Linked DNA regions of Sus scrofa: region 1 is linked to region 2. Evidence: chromatin contacts called from public Hi-C data. All regions are on one chromosome and are shown on one strand. The core of a region is the stretch at or near the end of the contact, and the rest is flanking DNA. Distances in the headings are between cores, read along the strand shown. Region 1 overlaps LOC106510020. Region 2 holds the start of NDUFAF6 (NADH dehydrogenase (ubiquinone) complex I, assembly factor 6).

Region 1 (7,279 bases), core at 3,897-6,396, 38 kb after region 2:
TGGGCAGGGTGAAGAATTTTTAAAGTAATGAGAAGGTTAGTAGATGCAAACTATTGCATTTGAAGTGGATAAGCAATGAGATCTTGCTGTATAGCACAGGGAACTGTATCTAATCACTTGTGATGGAACATGATGGAGGATAATGTGAACAAAAGAATGTATATAAATGTATAACTGGGTCACTTTGCTATACAGCAGAAATTGACAGAACATTGTAAAGCAACTGTAATAAAAATTTTTTTAAACAAAAATGCAAAAATAAAGTAATGGGAGGACATTCAGAAACTAGCAACAGTCAGAAGCAGTGACCACACTTAGAGCCAAACTGTTCCAGTGATGCCACTCCTTAGGAGCTATAGTCATGAGGGCCTCACTTCTCCTGCCTCTGATCTACCAGTGCTGCCCTCTGCTCAAGCTCAGAAGCCTGCCAGCCCCAGGTCTGCAGTCTGCAGCAATCAGCCTCCCTGTGCAGAGAAGTGGGGAATGAATCAGGCTGCAACAAATGGAGAATAACCAGTTCTCTACCTGTTCATTCACTCAGCAAATGTGTCCTCCGCGTGTGGTCCACCACAGGCATGGAGGCTACAGTAGCGAGCAGAATGGATCTTTCCTCCACGGAGCCTACAGTTTGGGGAAGACCACCAAGAAAAATCTAATAAAACACTGATGAGCCTAATTCAAATGGAAGTAGAGCTGTGGAGAAAAGGAATCCAGTTCAGTAAGAGAACAAAACAAAGGAAACTGAATCAACTTTGAGAGCCAGGAAGGCTTCCTCAAGAAAGTGGCAGTAGCTGAGAGATGAAAGGGGAGATTAGAGAGGAGAGAAAGAACTAGAGAGCACATTTAAGCAGAGGGCACCATAGGGCAAAGTGCCCACCTGTGACACAAAGGAGCAAGGCTCATCTGAGAACAAAGAGAAGTGCCAGTGTGGAGGACAGGGATGCTGGAAGGACAGTGGTCTTAGTAGCCAGTGGGGGGTGGCCGGGGCAGACCAGGGGAGGCTTTGTGGGCCAAGTTAAGGATTTTGGTTTATATCTTAACAGCAGGTGGTGGAGTTCCCACTGTGGCATAGCGGGTTAAGAATATGACTGCAGTGGCTTGGGTCATTGCAGAGGCATGGATTCAATCCCTGGCCAGGGTTAAAGGATCCAGCATCGCGGCGGCTGTAGTACAAGTCACAGCTATGGCTTGAATTCAGTCCCTGGCCTGAGAACTTCTGTATGCCATGGGCATAGCCATAAAAAAACAAACAAAAAATAGAGCAGGTGGGAAACCAACAGAGTTTTCATTCAGGGAAGGATGAGGATGGGGATGGATGCAGTCAGATGTCAGAACATCAGATGTTTGGGAAGATTACTCTGGGGACAATTGGGAGACTGAATTGGAAGAGGGTATTGTGGAAATCCAGGTGAGAGAGAGTGAGGCCATTACCTCTGCTGGTGGCAGTGAGGATGGAGGGTAGTGAAGGTGTTAAGAGTGATGTAGGAGCCAGAACAGGACTTGGCAGTGCATTGGTCAGGGAGTCGGGGGGGATGGGGGGGTCATGAAGTGCCAGGATGGTGCCTGGTTTCTGGTCTGAACAAATGAGTAAGGTATTCATTGAGCTAGGAAAACATGGTGAGCCGGGTATTGGTTAATTTGTGTCCCCTCAAAAAAGATATTGAAGTTCCCATTGTGGCTCGGTGGATTAAGAACCCAACTAGTATCCATGAGGATTCCGGTTCAATCCCTGACCTCGCTCAGTGGATTAAGGATCTGGCATTGCCATGAGCTGTGGTGTAAGTCACAGAGGGGGTTTGGATCCCGTGTCGCTGTAGCTGTGGTGTAGGCCGGCAGCTACAGCTCTGATTCAACCCCTAGCCTCGGAACTTCTATATGCCCTAAAAAGAAAAAGAAAAAAAAAAAAAAAAAGATGCAAATCCTAATCCCAGTACCTCAGAATGTGACACTGTTGGGAATTAGGAACTTTACAGAGATAACCAAGTTAAATGAAGTCATTAGGGTGGGGCTTAATCCAAAATGGAAAATTTGGACACAGAGACATGTGTAAAGGGAAGACCATGTGAAAACTCAGGAAAAACAAGTCAAGGAATTTCTGAGGCTACCAGAAGGCTAGGAGAGAGGCTTGGGACAGGTAGTTCCTCATTGCCCTCAGGAGGGACCAACCCTGCCAACACTTTGATTTTGGACTTCCAGCCTCCAGAACTGCAAGACTATAAATTTCTGTTATTTAAGCCATCCAGTTTATGGGACTTTGTTATGCAGCCTTAGTGAACTCATACGGGGATGAAAATCAGAAATTTGACCCTGGACAAGTGAGTTTAAGGAGCTTGTTTGAGAAGCAGTATAGCAAAATGGTGGAAAGCCTGGGCTCCAGAGCCATCTCCTTGAGTGTAAACCTAGCTCTGCTTTTTTTTCTTTTCTTTTTCTTTCTTTTTTTTTTTTTTTAACCTATCTCTGCTTTTGACCAGCCCTGGGAGCACATGCAAGTTCCCATAAGTCTTTTAGCCACAGTCTCATTTGTAACTAGGAATTTGTTAACTACCTTTCTCATACAGTTGTTAGGAAGAACAAATGAGCTGATTGCAAAGGACAGAAAACAGTGCCTGGTCCATAGGAAGCACTATAGAAGAGTTTATTTCAATGTTGACAACTACATGAAGCATCTAAGTATTGAAGAGCTTTCTGCATTTTAAAATTGGGAGTCACTGGCATGTAACTGAAAGCGCAGGGAAGAACACAATGGCCGAGAGAGGTGGTGAGATTCACCAGCTGGAGGTAGCAGTAGGATGAGCAAGGAAGAGAGAGGCTTAAAGGATTAGAAGAGATTTGAAATCACCATTGAGAAAATGAAAGGAGAAGCAAAGGTGAGTTGGAACGTTGTCTGGCCATGCAGAGGGAGTGTTGAAAGTCGGCCAACTTGAACTTTCCTTGCACCGGTTTGCCCTGGAGCACTGTTCAGCTCCTGGAGTCAGATGTGGAGAAAGCACAGAAAGAGGGCCTGGCCCTGGATTAGGATTTTCCCAGGTCATACAAAATTGAAGGGGCAGGAGAATTTAAGGCTGAAGAGGCAGAGGCTACCGGGCAGGCGGGGGGGGGGGGGGGGCAGCGTTCTGGAGGTGGGGGAGGAGTGGCAGGCCAGGTGAGCAGCTGAAAAGTAAAGAACTTTGCTGTGTGCTCCATACCCTTGTCCAGGGAGCATTTTAAAATTATAACTCCAACCACATCCCTCCCTGTGAACCCACCAATTTAAGTATCAACTGAGCTTACATTTAAAACCTTCCCCAGAAGGGCCCAAAGTCATCACTTTAAAAACATTCCCAAAAAGGGGGCCCTCCTACACTGCTGGTGGGATGTAAGCTGGTGCAACCACTATGAAGAACAGTATGAAGTTTCCTTAAAAATCTAAATATAGATCTACCATATGATCCAGCAATCCCCACTCCTGGGTAAATATCTGGAGAAAACCATTATTTAAAAAGATACATGCACCCGATGTTCATTGCAGCACTACTTACAGTTGCAAAGATACGGAAGCAACTTAAATGTCCATCAGCAGAGGACTGGATAAAGAAGGTGTGGTACATGTATATACAATGGAGTATTAGCTGTAAAAAAGCAAAATGATGTCATTTGCAGCAACATGGATGGACCTAGAGATTATCATACTAAGTGAAGTAAGTCAGAAAAAAACAAATATATGAAATCACTAATATGTGGAGTCTAATACAATGATACAATAGAACTTACAAAACAGAAACAGACTCAACGATTTTGAAGCCAAAATTGCGTTTACCAAAAGGGAAATGGGGGAGCAGATAAATTAGGCAGTTGGGAGTGATATATACACACTGCTATATATAAAATAGACAGGTAACAGGGACCTACTGTATAGCACAGGGAAATGTACTCAATTCCATGTAATAACCTATATGGAAAAATAATCTGAAAAGGCATGGATGTATATGTATAACTTATTTACTTTGCTGTATACCTGAAATTAATAGAACTTTGTAAGTCAAGTGTATTCCAATAAAATGTTTTAAAAGAAATATCTCCAAATTTTCCATCATCTTTTGCCCCCTCTGTACTTGTGCTGAACCCAATTGGACCATATGTATCTCCATTGCTTTCTCACCTCTATACCACTGCTTATGTATTTGCTCCATGAGGAATGCTTTCTCCATGACACAAATCACCCCTTTTATCAGTGTTCTTATGGTACTAAATGCACATCTCTATTACAGCCCTCGTCACATTTTATTGTAATTTTTTCTTTACACTTGGAGAGGTTATCTGTTGTGCCCAACATCCCTTCCTCCCGGGCCTCTCCCTTCCTTGAGTAACAGGTTCGCCCTGCAGTTAAAGCAAGGACCCTTCTCACTCATTGTGGATCTAACTAGGGTGGTTCTCAAATGTGGCTCCAGGACTGTCTGGCTGTAATTATAGGCACATGACCCAAACGGGGCCAATCAGCATTTCTTCTCAGGATCATATCTGTGGAAAGTGAAAAGATCTCTCTTTAGGTCTACTAGGTGAGGTGACATAAACCACAAGTTCTCTATGGCTGATTTCCACACCATGACTTCTAACCATTACCACATAGAGGAAGCCCAATTGTAATGGGGGAAAAAAAAAAAGAGACCCAAACAGAGATTACATTATTTGACTTCTGAGATCCACTTACACCTGATGCCCTCCTGGGCCTCGCAATTGTATAGGCCATTCAAGTGCCTCCTTTGCTGAAGTTGGTATAAGCTGGTTTCATTTACTTGCCCCCAATAGGATCTCAATGAATTCACATTATTTCCTCTGCTAGAGTCTAGGTCCTCAACTAGATGCAGAGTCTGTGACCCAGCATCTTGTGTAACGGGTGCTCGGTAATGTGAAATAAATGTTGAAATCCTAACAATCATTCCAGGTCCAATTCAAACTTCATTTACTGGTATAAGAATTTCACTGAATTCCCCCCGCCCCCAAATCAATTATGATCACCTTCGGGAGCCTAAAGCCTGTGACACCTGGTGGCACTTTAGAGATTGTTTCACGTTTTAGTTATGTTCTTGGCCATCTCTCCCTACCAGATAACAAGTGAGTTGGATGCAAGACTTGAGTCTGTGTAGGTGGTGCTCTCTAAGAGTTAACTGTTTACCATTGCACTCCTGTGTGCCAGCTGTTGTGCGGAGGAAAAAGAAAGTTAGGTGAGAGAGTTTCCACCCTGAGGTGCTTGTAGCACATGTTCAACAAATAATGTCCTGAATTGCCTTGTCCTGACTAGAAAATGAATAGAGAAGAAAGTAAGCAACATAATATCCCTAATGGAGAAACAGCGCTCTAGACAGAGAGCAAACGATATTTTTATCAGGAAGTGTCCAAAGAATGCGGAACGAGCTCGGAAACATTTTATAAATAGATCAGGAACCAAATATACTGGAAATATAAAACCACTCATAAATAAAGTCAAAGGCAACATTTCCCTGAACATGATCTAACAACTGTAGGAGTCACTACATCTTCTTTTCATCGTCTCCAAATTTCTTCCCACCTAAATAAGGATAGGTTCATCTGACCCTCTGTGTGTGTCTAACCGTGGATAAGCACAATGGTTATAAAATGCTCTGCTTCCAAAGAACGCTTGATGAAGCTTATTACACTGTTCCAACTATTCCTCAGTGTTAAATATGGTGGCAGAACTTTGACTCTGAGGCCCCCCTCCCCCAACAGAGACTTGCCATCTGCAGATGCTCAGGGACTTATGGGTTGAGTCCCCAAGGTGCGATCATATCAAACTTCCTTACATTGTTTCCTCCCCTGCTCCGTTTAGAGGTTTAGGAGCCCAGTCTTGGCCAGCCAAACAGGAGCAAATGTTTATGCAAGACTACAGGAATCTTACTTAGTTTAATCTTTAGACAGCCTTCGGGGAATCAGGCAAAAAGCATCTGGGCAGATCCACTCAAAAGTGATTAGGTCATGTCAGCAGTAATAGCATTGTTCCGTGTCCTCACTCGCCTGAAAGCTTTCCTGTTGCAGTTAAGATGCAGGGAGACCAGCAGGCTGGCTGCCTGGTCAGATGTCATCACAGAGTGGCATTACCAAGGTGAGGCACCGGGAGTTCCCATTGTGCACAGTGGAAACTAATCCGACTAGTATCCAAGAGGATGCGGGTTCAATCCCTGACCTCGCTCAGTGGGTCAAGGATCCGGCGTTGCTGTGAGTTGTGGTGTAGGTCACAGATGCAGCTCAGATCCCACATTGCTGTGGCTGTGGCGTAGGCCAGCCCGGGAACTTCCATATGCTGCGGGTGCAGCCCTAAAAATTAAAAAAAAAAAAATAGTATCCAAAATATGGCACCAAAGGCTTAGGGCCTCAACTTTTCTGGATCAAAAACTTGATTAGACCTGCTCTTTCAAGATAGATGTATTAGTCAGAGTTCTCCAGAGACTAGGATATAAAAGGAGATTTAGTGTAGAAATTGACTTACGTGGCTATGGGAGCCAAGAAGTCCCACTGTCTATAAGCCAGAGAACCAAGAAGGCTGGTGCTGTAATTCTGTCTGAGTCCAGAGGCCTGAGAGTGGGGAAAGGGGGTGATGGTTAAGTCCCTGTGTGGGTAGGCAGACTCAAGAACCAATGTCCTCTGTATCCAAGGACAGGAAGAGATGGATGTGTCAGTTCCAGTTGAGAGAGCAGATTACTCTTCCTTTGCCTTTTTTTTAAAAAACACTTGGCAGCATATGGGAGTTCCCAAGCTAGGAATCGAATCAGCATTGTAGCTGCCAGCCTATGCCACAGCTGCAGCAATGCCAGATCCAGGCCGTGTCTGTGACCTATGCCACAGTGCATGGCAATGCCAGATCCTTAACCCACTGAGTGAGGCCAGGGATCAAACCAGAGTCCTCATGGATACTAGTCGGGTTTGTTAACCACTGAGCCATGACGGGAACTCCTGCCTTTGGTGAGAGCAACTTTCACTCAGTCTGCTGATTCAAGTGCTTATCTCTTTCAGAGATACCCTCACGGTCCCTCTAAGAAATAATGTCGGACCAGCTACTTGTCCATCCCTTAGTCCAATGAAGTTTGATACATGAAATTGACTATTCTAGTGTGGTTAATCAAGCATCGGAAAACTGAGTTGCACTCCCCCAAAACATTTCCCAGAGGGTCAGAGATTCAACCAACCTGAATTTCAGTCCTCCTTTCCTAATGAAATACACTTTATGCTCGAAAAGCGTCAGGTTTTTTTTTTTCCACTTATAAAAAGAGGGTATTTTGGAATTCCC
Region 2 (7,668 bases), core at 5,017-7,516:
TAAATCAATGAAACTGGAACACACCCTCACACCATAAAAATAAACTCAAAAGGGCTTAAAGACTTTAAATGTAGGACAAGACACCATCAAACTCCTAGAAGAGAACGTAATGCAAGACATTCTCTGATATCAACCTTACAAATGTTTTCTTAGGCCGAAAGTCTACCAAGGCAACAGAAATAAAAGCAAAAATAAACCAATGGGACCTAATCAAACTGAAAATCTTTTGCACAGCAAAGGAAACCATTTAAAAAAAACAAAAACACAACCTACAGAATGGCAGAAAATAGTTTCAAATGATGCAACTGGTAAGGGCTTAATCTCTAAAATATACAAGCAACTTATACAACTCAACAGCAAAAAAAACAAAAAAACAAAAAAACAAAAAAAAAAAAACAACAACAACCCAATTGAAAAATGAGCAAAAGATCTGAATAGATATTTCTACAAAGAAGATATACAGATGGCAAACAAGCACATGAAAAAATGCTCAGCATCAATGATTATTAGAGAAATGAATATCAAAACTACTATGAGGTACCACCTCACACCTGTCAAAATGGCCATGATTTAACAGGTCAACAAATAACAAATGCTGGAGAGGGTGTGGAGAAAAGGGAACCTTCCTACACTGTTGGTGGGAATGTAAATTGGCACAACCACTGTGGAAAACAGTATGGAGGTACCTCAGAAAACTAAATATAGAACTACCATATGACCCAGCAATCCCACTTCTGGGCATATAACCAGACGAAACTTTCTTTGAAAAAGATACACGCACCGGTATGTTCACTGCAGCACTATTCACAATAGCTAAGGTGTGGAAACAACCTAAATGTCCACTGACAGATAAATGGATTAAGAAGATGTGGTGTGTGTGTGTGTATATATATATATATATATATATATATATATATACACACATATATATTACTCAGCCATAAAAAGAATAATGCCATTTGCAGCAACACAGATGGAACTAGAGACTCTCATACTAAGTGAAGTCAGTCAGAAAAAGACAAATACCATATGATATCACTTATATCTAGAATGTAATATATGGCACAAATAAACTTTTCCATAGAAAAGAAACTCATGGACTTGGAGAACAGATCTGTGGTTGCCAAGGCAGAGGGGGAGGAAGAGGGATTGACCAGCAGTCTGGGGTTAACAGATGCAAACTATTGCATTTGGAGTGGATAGCAGTGAGATCCTGCTGTATAGCACAGGGAACTATATCTAGTCACTTGTGGTGGAGCATGATTGAGGATAATGTGAGAAAAAGAATGTATATATATATGTGTGACTGTGCTTTACAGTAGAAAACTGACATGAGTTCTCATCATGGTGCAGCTAAAATGAATCTAACTAGGAACCAAGAGGTTGTAGGTTCGATCCCTGGCCTTGCTCAATGGGTTAATAATCTGGCGTTGCAGTGAGCCGTGGTGTAGGTTGCATATGCAGCTCAGATCCCAAGTTGCTGTGGCTGTGGTGCAGGCCGGCAGCTGTAACCCAATTGGACTCCTAGCCTGGGAACCTCCATATGCCAAGGGTGCAGCCCTAAAAAGCAAAAGAAAAGAAAAGAAAACTGACAGACTACTGTAAATCAACTATAATAGAAAAAATGAAAATCATTAAAGAAATTAAATTAAAATTAAAAAAAAATAAAGTACTGCCAATTGACAAGGCTACTTTTCATTCTAATATACTGGAACCTAGAGTTCCCTTCGTGGCTCAGTGGTTAACAAACCCGACTAGGAACCATGAGGTTGTGGGTTCGCTCTCTGGCCTTGCTCAGTGGGTTAAGGATCCGGCATTGCCGTGAGTGTGGTATAGGTCAAAGATACGGCTCGGATCTGGCACTGGCTGTGGCTCTGGCATAGGCTGGCAGCAACAGCTCCGATTAGACCCCTAGCCTGGGAACCTCCATATGCCGTGGGTGCGGCCCTGGAAAAGACAAACTTTATATATATATATATATAAACACACACACATACATATATACATATACATACTGGAACCTTATTATAACAGTATTTCCTATAAAACAGTAATCAATATAAAATGGATCCAACCTCAATCCATGGAGTTTAGGTTCTGCAATTTCGACTACTCCCACTTTTCAACTGGTTCACATTTTGTTGTGTGGCTAAAAGAGAACTTAAACCTTCACGATTTCCCCCAACTTCCACATAAACAAAAGGAAGAGATCATAAATAGTAACCCTGGCATTACAAAAAAACTCTACTAAAAAATCTCACTGCATGTGGTTTCAGCGAGAAAATGGAGACAAGATGGCTTTATAGCTTATACTTTTAAACAAATATATAAATGTATATATTTCTAAATTTTATATCATTACAAAAAGTCTCTAAATTTCAAGTGTTTAAAATATCTGAAAATTGGAGTTCCCGTCGTGGCGCAGTGGTTAACGAATCCGACTAGGAACCATGAGGTTGCGGGTTCGGTCCCTGCCCTTGCTCAGTGGGTTAACGATCCGGCGTTGCCGTGAGCTGTGGTGTAGGTTGCAGACGCGGCTTGGATCCCGCATTGCTGTGGCTCTGGCGTAGGCCGGTGGCTACAGCTCCGATTCAACCCCTAGCCTGGGAACCTCCATGTGCCGCGGGAGCGGCCCAAGAAATAGCAACAACAACAACAACAACAACAACAACAAAAAAAAAAGACAAAAGACAAATAAATAAATAAATAAATAAAATATCTGAAAATTAATATGAAACAGTGAGAAAACACCGAATAGGAATCAAAATTACACTCTTACTTTCCATCATTCTACTAGTTATTGACAGAAGTGATATCAGTCATATCTATTTCCTAACTTGCAAAATGAAGCTTCGTATTTCATATCTCCTAAAAAATAACCAATATGTGAAGTACTTCAAGTTTCCTACAGGCAAATGAAAAATGAAATTAAGACATAACAAAACCCATAGCAGTCTTTGGGAAATAAGTCATTCTACACAGCTTAGGGTTTGCCCTGTTAACAATTTTTAAAATATTTTGGTTGGATATTATTCTAAACAATACTATCCACTTCTTCACATTAAATAGGATATACTGACTATTTAACCATTTCCTCATCAATCAGGATCACAGTTATAAATATCAATTACTGGTGTACAAAGATATCCTGCAGGTGGTTGACCGAGGTCCAGTTACCTGAGAACTGTCCCAAACAGTGAGAAATGCCATATTATGATGGCTTTATATAGCAACAGCTTTATACAGCAACAGTTTTATATGACAACCTTTTGATCATTCATTTATTCACTCTAACATTTATTCAGTGCTTACTATGTGCCAGGCACTGCTAGATACTGAAGACAGCTACGGACTTCAGTCTAGTAGGGAGAGGCAGACTATGAGAAACAAGCATACGTTATGCTAGGATTGCTGTGCTTATTTCATGGACCTGTGCAACTAAGGCACAAAGCAAGAAGTGGTTCCTCAGTGTGCTGGAGAACTGCACTTCCACACATCATCATCACTACCACCTCCTCATCCTCCACCCCCCTTTTTGTTTGTCCAACACATCCCAGGCCAGGGACTGAACCAGCGCACAGCTGTAACCAGAGCCACAGCAGTGATGACAGATCTCAACCCACTAAGCTATGAGGAAACTGCCCTCATCGCACAACAGCACTAAACCCAAAGCCTGAGGCAGCGATCCTCAAAACCAAACCCTAACAACTATGTAAATCAGGTTTGCGATTTTCCCACAAACCTTGATTCCTAGAAGAGCTATGCTTGGCTAGCCTGAAGTTACGGCCTGGTGTCGTTCATAATATTTGGAAGCCTTGCATAAGATACTTGTCTAGAACAGCTCTGCATATATCATTTCAGAGGTCAAGTCTTACAAAGATTAATGGATAATTAGAAGCTAAAAGATGGGAACTTTGCTTTCACAATTCTTAATGCATAGATCTCCATTAATGCTACCCTGTTTCTCCTACAAGAAATCAGCAAGTAAATAAGGTGGATATGAACACTATCTTAAAAAGGGGTCGGAGTTCCCATCATGGCACAGTGGTTAACGAATCCGACTAGGAACCATGAGGTTGCAGGTTCGATCCCTGGCCTCACTCAGTGGGTTGAGAACCTGATGTTGCCGTGAGCTGTGGTGTAGGTCGAAGACGTGGCTCAGACCCCGCGTTGCTGTGGCTCTGGTGTAGGCCTACAGCTCCGATTAGACCCCTAGCCTGGGAACCTCCACATGTCACGTGAGCAGCCCTAGAAAAGACAATAAATAAATAAACAAATAAAATTTTTAAAAAATAAAAAAATAAAAAGGGGTCAAAGGAGTTCCCATCATGGCTCAGTGGAAATGAACCTGACTAGGATCCATGAAGACGCAGGTTCCATTCCTGGCCTTGCTCAGTGGGTGAAGGATCCAGTACTGCTGTGAGCTGTGGTGCAGGTCGAAGACATGGCTCAGATCTGGCGCTGCTGTGGCTGTGGTGTAGGCCAACGGCTACAGCTCCAATTTGAACCCTAGCCTGAGAACCTAAATATGCCACAGGTGTGGCCCTAAAAAGACCAAAAACTAACTAAATAAATAAGGGTTAAAAACAAAATACTGAAATGCATGGGAATTTTGTCGTTATGCTACATTTTGGTAAAATAGAATTTTTAAAAATTGGATTTACTAGCCCAATCAAATCCAAGGTAATTTAATTATTCTAGCACTTCTCAGAAGTCCTTGGGACCAGGTACTTTTGAGTCTTTATACCACTGTTATAAATCAAGGATAGGAGAAGCAAAGTGAAAACTAAGCCATCTACTACTCAGCCATAAAAAAGAAAAAAATAATGCCATTTGCAGCTACGTGGATGGAACTAGAGACTCTCATACTAAGTTAAGTCAGAAAGAGAAAGACAAATACCATATGGTAGCACTTATATCTAGAATGTAATATATGGCACAAATAAACCTTCCACAGAAAAGAAACTCACCGACTTGGAGAAGAGATTTGTGCTTGCTGACAGGGGGTGGGGTGGGGGCGGGGGGGTGGAGTGGAGGGATGGACTGGGAATCTGGGATTAATAGATGCAAACTATTGCACTTAGAGTGGATAAGTAATGAGATCCTGCTCTATAGCACAGGAAACTATATCTAGTCACTTAGGATGGAACATGATGGAAGATAATGTTAGAAAAATAATGTATATATACATATGTGTGTGTATATGCGTGACTGGGTCACTGCTGTACAGTAGAAAACTGACGGAACACTGTAAACCAACTATAATGGAAAAAAACTTTTTTAAATCATTAAAATCAAAATTAAAAAAAAAAAAAGAAACTAAGCCATCCAACTCTGCAGTCAGACTCGGACTTCAGATGTGCCAGGTAACCTGATTCATTCAATTCTCTTCACAAATGACTAACAACGCTCCAAGGTGCCAGGCCTTTCAGATGTTACAGGAACAAAACTATCATCAAGATTCTGATTTTATAAGCTATTTTACCGAACTCAGGTAAATTCCCAAATCTCTCTAAATCCTGGTTTCCATGTCTGTTAAATGAGATAAACTTTATACTGTACTCATTGTACCCTTGCTTTGTGCCAGGCACTTTCTAAATGCTTTGATCCACATATCTTTAAGTGGTAGGTCTACACCTGTCTGTCACACCTTATAACGAAGATGAAATAAGTTATTTGTGAACTATTTTGCATAGTGCTTGACAGAAGGAAGAACTCCAAGTTAGCTACTGTTGTCATTAAAATCAGTTACTGGTCATTTCTCAAATTTTACAAAAGCTGTGCACGATTAGGTAAAAGCTAAGGTTCAGATAAGGTGACAGCCAGAGGAATTTTGCCACAATTTTGTCACCGGCGTGAAAGTTCTCGTTGCCACACTCCCCCCATACATCCCACCGGGGCCAACCCGAGCACACTCGCCGAGTGATGCGAGGAATGTGCAGGTCCGCTAGTCCAGGAGAGCTCGGAGGCCCACAGAGCCCACCAAGGCCCCTTCCAGCTGCTCCCCTACCTCCCACCAGGGGCAGACCCGGCTCGCTCACCGCAGCAGTTCCATGCAGTAGCGGTCCGTGCCCGAGGCACCCGATCCGCTCGCCGCGGCCACGCTTCGCCCTGACCCCGCGGACCCCGGCAGCCGCCGTGCGCGGGCCCACAAACCGCCGGGCGGCCGGCGGCGGCACAGGCCCGGAAGGCCAAGCCGTAGCGGGCCCCACGCCGAACCCAGCATGGAGGCGGCCATGACACCGACGCCGCGTGCCCTTTGACCCCGGGCTGTTGGCGCCCGGCCACGCCACGCCCCCAGCAGGTCCCGCCTAGCTTCTCCTAGTTGCTAGAAGGCGAACTGCGAATGCCACTCGGAGAAGAGCCAGGTGTCGCTGTGGTCCTCTACAAATGCGCCGCCGCCGCACTCCTCGGCCTTATAGGTTCCAGGAAAGCCCCGCCTAAGACGGATCTTGGCCTCTCCTCATCCCTTCCAGGTCCTTCTGAAGATATATTTATCAAGGTAGGAGGATAGAGAATAACTGACAGTTTACTAGCTTGATTTGCAAATTTTAAATATTTATTCACATGGTATGTGAGCCTTCTTTGGTACTCTTACACTCAGGCCCCTCAAATGTTACAGGTGGGTCTAGTTGCCACGAACTGACCTGGTCCAAGCCGGCAGCTGCCTGCCTCTCGATCTCAGTGACACCTCTTGCCTCCAGATTTGCTCAAACTTTTCTTGTTGCAGCCACGCAAGTTCTTTCTAAAATATACCTCTGATCATGACTCTTACCTGCTTGACACACTTTACTGCGTGTTGGGTAAAACCTTTCAAAGCCTGTTTTTACCTTTCAGCCCTACCCCTAACTATTAGCATTTGTAACTCCAGCTTAATTTTGCCCCTCAAACTGCACCTAAGAGCTAGACCTGGAGTCTGGACCTAAGAGCTCTAGCCAATTCACCCTGCTCTGATTTTACTTCCTGAGACTGCCTCTTTTCCGCTAATGCGGGACCTCAGTCCCTGCTGCATCTCTTTTTTTCCCTGGGCTTCTGTCCTTTAGCTCTGACAGTTACACACTAGTCTTTCTGATACCAAAGTTTAAAGCTCCATTAAAAAAAAAAAAAAAAATCACGTATCTACATCTCTACTTCTGGTCTTCTGCCTGTCTGGATTTTTCCATCTCAACATCCTACCTTTATTTCAAAGTCCTTATGTCTAAAAACCAAATCAAACTAACTAATCTTCTTAGTCTCTTCATTTTTCTGGCCACTGTCCCCCTTCTCATAACTAGGGGAAACATTATGGAGTCATCCTTTCATATTCATACCTAACTGGTGAGGTCATATCATTTTTTTTTTTCCATTCTGTGGCAGCATAGTTGGTATAGCACTACCTGGATTCATATTCTGGCTCTGCCTCCTATCTCTGTGACCTTAGGTGACAGACTTACTTTTTCTTATGCCTCAAATTCCTCTGCTATGAAATGGAAATAATAGTAGAACCTCTCTCATAAAGTTCTGTTGAGAATTAAATGAATTAATACATTTAAGGCACCTAAGGTAGTGCCTGGCCTATAAACAGCACTCAAAACAAGTCAACCATGTAGGAAAAACATATAGAAAGATAGTTTACAATAACCAAAAAGATTGCTGGGTACTCAATGGAACCTTAGACATTGTCCGCAT

What was found. A called contact is a pair of places that touch in the nucleus more often than the background predicts.
Region 1: a Hi-C map of skeletal muscle shows a contact between it and region 2, with 2.3 times the contacts expected there. The contact joins the enhancer-like site here to the promoter of NDUFAF6 in region 2. A contact is called at or near these places in 1 of 5 promoter capture datasets (liver) and 4 of 47 Hi-C or Micro-C datasets (fibroblasts, liver and skeletal muscle).

Annotation. Positions count from the first base shown.
Region 1 is chr4:41,688,520-41,695,798 of Sscrofa11.1, forward strand. The region is part of intron 3 of LOC106510020; the gene reads left to right. Among named protein-coding and RNA genes, the nearest start is that of NDUFAF6, 36 kb to the left of the region's middle. Within about 2 kb of position 5,147, at least 8 of the 83 cell types and tissues checked have an H3K27ac peak or open chromatin away from gene starts, as enhancers often do. A contact at or near this core is called in skeletal muscle, where this site is marked.
Region 2 is chr4:41,649,416-41,657,083 of Sscrofa11.1, forward strand. It overlaps NDUFAF6 (NADH dehydrogenase (ubiquinone) complex I, assembly factor 6), which reads right to left and starts at 6,267. Exons shown (of 9, transcript XM_001925041.6): 1 at 6,042-6,267. The coding sequence starts at 6,238. LOC106510020 reads left to right here and starts at 6,347. Exons shown (of 5, transcript XM_013996593.2): 1 at 6,347-6,502.